Regions from separate parts of the Columba livia genome. Here region 1 is linked to region 2. Evidence: chromatin contacts called from public Hi-C data. All regions are on one chromosome and are shown on one strand. Each heading gives the region's core, a stretch centred on a gene start, on an enhancer-like site or on the middle of the called end of the contact. The rest is flanking DNA. Distances are from core to core; before and after follow the strand shown.

Region 1 (3,661 bases), core at 995-3,494, 230 kb after region 2:
TGGTGTCAGTGAACATGTGCCTTTGGAACGCCACCTGCGGAGTGTTCGAGTTGGGATGAGCAAACCCTCCCAGAGCCAGACTCAAAAGCTAATTTCTAGCAACAGGATTTGTCAAAACATTAACTCCAATCTCCCAGAAATGAGCTGGAGAGTTTTAGTAAGAACTGAAGAATCAAACCCTCCTCAAGTTCTGGGACTGGACTTTAGCCCAGGATTGTTGGAAACCCACAATCCCCACAGCCAGATTTACAGTTGGTTGGGCTTGCTGCTTCCACTGCCAGCAGTGCACAAGGGCAGAGCAGCTTAATTAATACTAATCACTGTTCACAACAATGGCGAGCCTTGCCAAACCCATCCCAGGCTCGCGTTGACCCTGGGCTCGTGGCAGGTTGTGCGTCGGCAGACGTCAAAAGGATTTACCCGTGTCTGATCACTCACCCGAGCAGTTTCCTACATAGGGAACTCGGGAAACAGAACCATCATCCCGGGGAAGGGCCACGGCAGAGACCACGGGCAGGAAAACCAGCACAAGAGCCGTGGGCAGCAGGTCCTGGAGCTGCCTGTCGGGAGCCAGAGCAGCAGCATCGATTTCTGGATGCATCTGCAATGCCGAGCATAAACAGCGAGGCAGGGAAAAATCGGTACCGTGAGATGACAACAAATCAATGTCTGCAGGAATTTTATAGACAGGAAACTTTCTGCTTCCAAGATGTGAACTGAAGTAAAATGAGCATAATGTCATCGGCCAGAGAGGACGGACAAATTTCATTAGCCAGGTGCAATGTGACAAGTTGCAGTGCAAAAATAGACACGTTTTTGCAGACATGTCTTCATACCTCACCAGGACATGGGAGCTGCATGATGCGATGCTAAAAGCAGCACAGGCCAAAGGACTCGTGGGGGGAACCAGGTCACACCAGGCAGGAAGACCCAGGAAACTCAACAAATCCTTCCCCAGCTGCTTGGGCAGGTGCTGGTTTCACTGTGTTTTGCAAGATTTTGCTGGCATCTGCCTGTCATGGACCTGCAGAGACTGAGCTGGGGTCCAAGTGCCGCCCCGAGCATTCCTCTGGGTGCACATCTTGCACCCTGACCTTTCCAGGTCTGGCACACTGCGGGCTCCCCAGCTCACCCTCTTTCCTCTGGCCCCACACAGGGCAAGCTTGGCCACTTCCACAAACCGACAGCTGTTCCAGGGCCGCAGAGGCTGTGACCCCCTTGCGGGGCTGCCGGGAGCCCCAGCACAGGCTGTGGGGCTGGCAGGGGGGCGCTGCCTCTGTTTGGGGGTGTCTGCAGGGGATCCCTGCCCTGCACCCCAGCACACACACGGCAGCGCGGATTCCTCGGTGATGCGACGGGCACCTTGAAGTCAAACCTAGTCCTGTATTTTAAACAAATAAATCCCTTTTCTGCCTTCTTCCCATCACTTCCAATCACTTGCGCTGTGAACACCTCAATTCCTCCTCACTCTTCATTCTCCCAATTTATTTTTTTGCCTTCCTTACAGCCTGCAAAATGGATTCCTGTCCATTTCATTGTCTCAGAAAGCGTCAGCACTTCGGTGCCGACAGAGACTTTTAAAATAAAGACAGCTATTTCCATTTGACTGAAAGACAGCAACATAGCCTCAAAGTCATGTTTCTGTCTCGCCTCAGGTTTGGGGAAGCTTTGCCTTACAAAAAGAAAAGCAACATTGAGTGAAAGTGTCCTTGATTGTCTCTATTAATCCCCAGGAAGAATTAGCAGCAGCCTTATGTTACGCACATACATCTTCTGTAGGTAAAGATTTCAGGTTTTCTGTCTTATTCTCAGCTTTTAATAGAGACTTGACATAGTCTCTTCAGACACATCATCAGTGCAGGTGGCAGAATTAGTGCTGTGCTTTGTCCAGACATTCCTCAGGGGATAAATTACAGCCCCTACAACCACTCAAGGGTTTGGAGTCAGCATTATGTAAATAAAAGCCTATTTCTAGGGAGATACCAACTGCTCTAAAGAAACTGCAGCTGAAACAAGAGAGGGAGTTCATGTTAAACAAACCTGGTGCTGAACCTTGCTAATGAATTAATTATCCTGACGAGCAGAACTAAGGTCTAACTCACCCATATGTTATTTCCCTTCCACAGTCAGTCCAGTGACAGTTGGTACAAGGATCCTGTCACAGTGCAGAAGCCGCGAAATACCAGCATGACACTGAAAGGAGACAAAGAGGCATTAGAGGAGCTAAAAGCTGGAGTGGGCTGGCAGGGTGAGAAACACGGCGGGGCTGGGGGGGTGAGGAACATGGAGGGGCTGGCAGGGCGGGCAGCTGCCCATGACCCACCTGGTTCAGCATCCCCATTCATGCCTAAACTGCTGTGTATGGTTGTGAGTACCCGCTCCCCGTCCAGCTCCTACGCACCAGGGAGACGTCACAGATCCCATCCACACCTTCCCTCGATTCCCCTGCTCCCAAACCGAAGAGCAATTTCGATGCCAAAGAGCAGGGCCCATGCTGCCCAGGCATGGCAGCATCCGTGCCCCATAGAGGTCTCCCCAGAGCCTGGTGAGATACACCCACACTACAGCGAGCAAGAGCACAAGGAGAAGCCCCCAAGAACGTGCCCGGAGACGGAAACGGGCCGGACGCACACCCGGAGCGGGGTTGACGCGGTCAGAGCGTCCGGGGCCGCGCAACCGCTGAGGGGAGACTCGAACCGGTGGACCCCAGGGCAACGGCAGGCTCCGTTCGGCGCCGCTCCGGTCCTGGGCACCGCGGGCAGCAGAGCCGCTTGGGTTGTACCGCCCCCTGCTGGCGGCCTGTGGGAGCGCTGCCTGCTGTCTCGGGGGCTCCACAGGGCAGGGACTGCTCGGCAACAGGGACCCGGGGACAGGGACCCCCGCTGCCCCCGGCCGAGTGGGCAGTGAGGCACCCACAGCTCGGGAAGGGCTTGCGGGCTCCGTGCGGGGCAGCGGCCGGAGCTTCACTGGAGCCCAGTGCCATTTACCGCGTGGCTAAAGTGCTGGTGCTGTCTCCAGAGCTGGAACCAAACGTTAAACAGTTGGCAATGTTTTGCAGAAAATTATTTCAAAGACACGCACGGGAAAACACTCTTCTAAAGCAACTCACAGCAGGGTCAAATTGATTTCTGTGCACAAAAATGCAATATAGACAAAAAGAGAGAGATCATTTAATTCTCCTTTAACTCTGAAAAACAATTTGATGCGTATCTGAGACATTGCAAAGAACTAAGCATCAACCTAGAAAATAAATATAGCACAGTGGAGCGAGTCACACACCATGCCCTAGAATTTCACACTATAGAGTGAAGTCTGAAAAAATAAAAGTTGGTTCAAGGCCAATTTCACTCACACAGTAAAAACAAGACTTTGTTAATGCTGGAACAGCACAGACTGATCCATTAACAACATCCACTAATGAGCTCAGCAGCCAGAGCTCCTCACCTGTGCAATGGTGACACACTCACCTGCACGGACATGCCAAACGTCCCCATGCTGCCAGTGGCCCTGGCAAGCAGGAAGGTGCACGGTGACAATGCAGAGCACAAAACGGGGTACAGTTAAAACCTGCTGCCATCTAATCAAAACCTAATAAGGTTCTACAGTTGCTTTTAGCATCCCACCACTGAGCAAGAGACACCCTTTGCAAACATTGGGAGGC
Region 2 (3,766 bases), core at 671-3,170:
GGGACATTGGCACCCAACAGCACCCTCCCCGGTGGAAAGGGAGATGCAGCCATCATGACCCTCATGGCCACGGCGAGCCCAGAGGAAGGGGCTGGAGCTCTCTGGCTTGGGAAAGAGGGAACAGAGGGGATAGGAGAATGCTGGTACATCCCATGTGGCCCAAAGGGTGCAGATGGGACTTTCTTCCGTGGCTGCAGGAGCTGAGAGCACTGCAGGAGGCCTGCAGGCAAGGGGCAGAGGGCAGGTGGTCTCATCACCAAACTCTGGGAGTCAACATGTCAGATCTGAAGTACTGCCCAGGTGTGACAAGTGATTAGATGAGTTGCTGGGACAAGAATCCAGGGGGCACAGAACAGGAGGATGCAGCCCTAGGGTGGGGGCTGTCCTGGCAGTGTGGCTCAGGGACGTTTTGGGATGGAGCAACTGCCTTGGTGCTGGCCTGGTGCCCGCATCCTGCTGTGTCTGCCCACAGATCTGCAGGTGACAGCCGGCTGGGTCCCTGCGGGTGAGTGTGGCCTCAGGGGGAGCAGAGCGTGGGAAGCCTGAGTGACGTGCCAGGCCAGGCATTGTGCACTGAGCACCATTCCTCTGCAGGGACAGGCAGGTGGCTGGGTGCCGGCAGGCTGACGGGCTGCAGACGTGTCACGGCAGGTCGGTGCTCCAGCAGGGTCAGCACCGGGGCTGCCTTTCACCTCACCACACACCAGAACTGGCAGGAAGTGGTCCAGGGCAGGGTGGGGGACCCCAAGGTTAACGGTGTGGGGAGGGGACAGAGAACCCGGCACAGCCGAATGTGCGGTAGGTGATGGGGCCGAAGGTGAGGTGTGTTCGGTCCTCACAGGGACCCCACAGTGCTGCTGTGCCCTGAGGCTCTGCTGGACACACTGGCACAGCTTGCCATGTCCCCCCATGGCCAAGAGCACCTGCATCTACTGCTGGCAGGCCGGGCAGAGGAGCCTGGCTTGCTGGGCGCAGGGGGGCTGGCAGGGCTGCAGCAAAGGCAGACTATGGCCACGGGGGTGGAGAGGGGCAGGAACTGGGTTTCAGAGGGGCTGGTGGAAGGGGTTCAACCTCTGCTGGAGCAGGAGCTGGGGAGAAAGGCCTTGGCCAGGGTCCCAGTGTGCGGGGCAGGACGCTCCCTGCCTGGGGGTTTGTCACAAGGCCAGTGTGGCTGGAAGCAAGTGTCTGTGCTGAGGCTGACGTGGCCTCTGCAATCTCATACGGGGTTTTACAGCTCAACGATCATATTTCCCCACTTGGAAATTCCTGTTTGCGTCATCCCTGCTCCAACTGCCCAAATGCACCTGTTGCTACAGAAAGTCTGGGTCTGAAACAAATGGAACAAGAAAACTGGGGGCTGTAAAAGCAGTCCTGTCCCTGGTTAATGTGCACAGCGTCACTCTGAGTGACATCGTTGCCCCAACGTGGCACACGCTGCAGTGCCAGAGTGGTGATGTGGGGAGTCACCAGCCTCTTCTAAGCAGCACCTGGTCCTTTGGCTGCCGTTGGCGGCCCCTCATTCTGCAGGACTTTGTCCTTGCGCTCTTCTCTCGGCTGCCACACACTCACCGTGTGTCACAGCGCATAGCTGTGTGCCATTAATGACGTGTTTGAGTCCTGCCTGCACAAGGCAGTGTGAAGCTGGCATGTCCTCCTGCCGCTGTGCCCTGGCCACAGGGAACAGACCCCGGGCATGTGCAGCCCCTCCCCGCCTGCGAGCCTTCCCAGCTCTGCCTGCCCAGACCCCCCTTCTGCCCCTGCTGTCCTGCAGCTCCCTGGGCTCCGTGTGCTTCGTGGGCTCGGGCCCGATCCTGCGCACATCCCGGGCGGCCGGCAGAGGAGGCTGTTGCTCCGCCGGAGCGGGCCGGGCCCTGTAGGGCTCCGGGAGCGCCGTGGACGGGCCAGGGGCGGGGAGCGGCGCGGGCGCGGGGCCAGCCCGGCCCGGGACTCCCGGGCTCTACTTAAGCGGGCGTGGGCGCCGCGGGGCAGCATCATGACGCCGGGGCTGCTCCTGCTGCTGGCGGCCCTCCCGGCCCTCCCCGCCCTCCCCGGCCCGGCCGCGGGGCAGCGCCTGCTAGGTGAGCCCTGGCCCGGACTGCGCCCTGAGTTCGGTCCCGCTCCCGCCACCGCCCCGCTCTCCCCGGGGTCGCCTCGGTGGGAGTAAGCTGGAGGTCCCCGGTCTCCGAGCTGGGACATCCCGCGGGACGCCCTGTGCAGCCCCGCGGTCCCCGCTGCTACAGAGCCCGCACCCAGCGGGGCTGGACCCCTTGAGGCAGCGCCGTGTCCCCCGGTCCCTCACCCGCTGGCAGCTCCCGAGGTGCTGGGCAGCTACGCCAGTGCCCGATCCTACCAGTGCCCGGTACCTCGACGTGCCCCACTGCCCGTGCTGGAGTCCCACTCGCCGTGACCCCCTGCCTGTCCCCACAGGGAGGGATGGCGAGTGTCCCCCGCCCAGCCGGATCCCCGTGGGACGCTGTGACAACTTCTGCTCCTCGGACGGGGACTGCCCGGGCAGCGGGCGCTGCTGCAGCACCGGCTGCGGACAGGAGTGCCGGCTGCCCATCGGAGGTGAGGGGGTCAATTTGCCCCAGTAGACAAGGATGAGCCTGTGCAGTGCTCTCCAAGGGGAGCGGGTCCTGCAGCCCTGCCAGCCCCCATGCCCCGTCACAGCATGTGGACAGGATGTGCTGGGTCTGGGATCTTCCAAGCAGAGCTGCTGCCTGCGGGGTGCATCACCCACAAGGGCCGGCAAGGGTGTCCCACACACTCATCCCTGCTCTCAGCTCCTCTGGTCTTGAGGGACAGGGGTGCCTGTTGCTCCCTGCCCACAGGCCCGGGGGTGAGCACCCATGGTTGGGTTGGGTGGTGGGGTCAGGCAGTGCCTGGTGGGGCTCTGACTCTGTTTGGCACCCCCAGCCAAGAGGGGCTTCTGCCCGCAGGCCCCTGACGTGGTGAGCATCTGCCTTGTGGAGTGCAGCAGTGACAGCCAGTGCCGAGGCAATGGGAAGTGCTGCAGCATAGGCTGCCACGTCCAGTGCGTACAGCCGGTGCCAGGTAAGAACAGCCCCAGGGCTTGTGGGGAGGGGGCTGTGGCCAGGACAGACCTCGCCTGTGACCCTGTTGCTTTTCCAACCTGCAGCCAAATCAGGCGTCTGCCCCAAGAGAAAGGTGCTGCAGACCTTTGCCCCCTGCAACAACTCCTGCACCGATGACACCGACTGTCCCGGCCGCAACAAGTGCTGCTTCACGGGCTGTGGCCTCGGCTGCCTGTCTCCGGACAAAGCTACCATGGCCCCGCTCCCGCACACTGGCAGGCACCACTGGCTGGATCCTGCTCCTTCCGACAGCCCTGTATCCTCACCTCACATCTGTCACCTCCCCCCCATCCGTGGCCCATGCAGGGGATACTACCGTCGCTATGTCTACAACCCTGCCACGGGGACCTGCCAACCCTTCATCTACGGTGGCTGCCAGGGGAACCCCAACAACTTTGAAACGGTGGAGGAGTGCCAGAAGGTCTGCCAGCAACCAGGTGAGAGGAGGGACTGGGCTGCCCTGCCTGGGCAGGGTGGGAGTGCAGGGCTGCCTCCCTGCAGCTGGGTAGCCAGACCTGGCAGGTCTGCTGGGGTCCCCATGGAACAAGGGCAGCCCCCTGGCAGCAGGGAGCGTGGCAGCACCTCGCTTCACACTGGCACACTGCACAGCAGCCTCCGACTGTACATGCTGGGTGATTTCAACCAACTCGCACCTCCATCTTGGGAGCTAT

What was found. Hi-C and Micro-C count contacts between places; a contact is called where the count stands out from the background.
Region 1: a Hi-C map of crop shows a contact between it and region 2, with 3 times the contacts expected there. The contact joins the promoter of LOC102091974 here to the promoter of LOC110355874 in region 2. A contact is called at or near these places in 2 of 2 Hi-C or Micro-C datasets (crop and liver).

What each region holds. Positions count from the first base shown.
Region 1 is chr16:5,818,717-5,822,377 of bColLiv1.pat.W.v2, forward strand. It overlaps LOC102091974 (BPI fold-containing family B member 4), which reads right to left and starts at 2,245. Exons shown (of 17, transcript XM_065032094.1): 1 at 2,103-2,245; 2 at 1-601.
Region 2 is chr16:5,593,686-5,597,451 of bColLiv1.pat.W.v2, forward strand. LOC110355874 (WAP four-disulfide core domain protein 3-like) reads left to right here and starts at 1,921. Exons shown (of 5, transcript XM_065032073.1): 1 at 1,921-2,078; 2 at 2,428-2,568; 3 at 2,917-3,054; 4 at 3,140-3,532. The coding sequence starts at 1,994.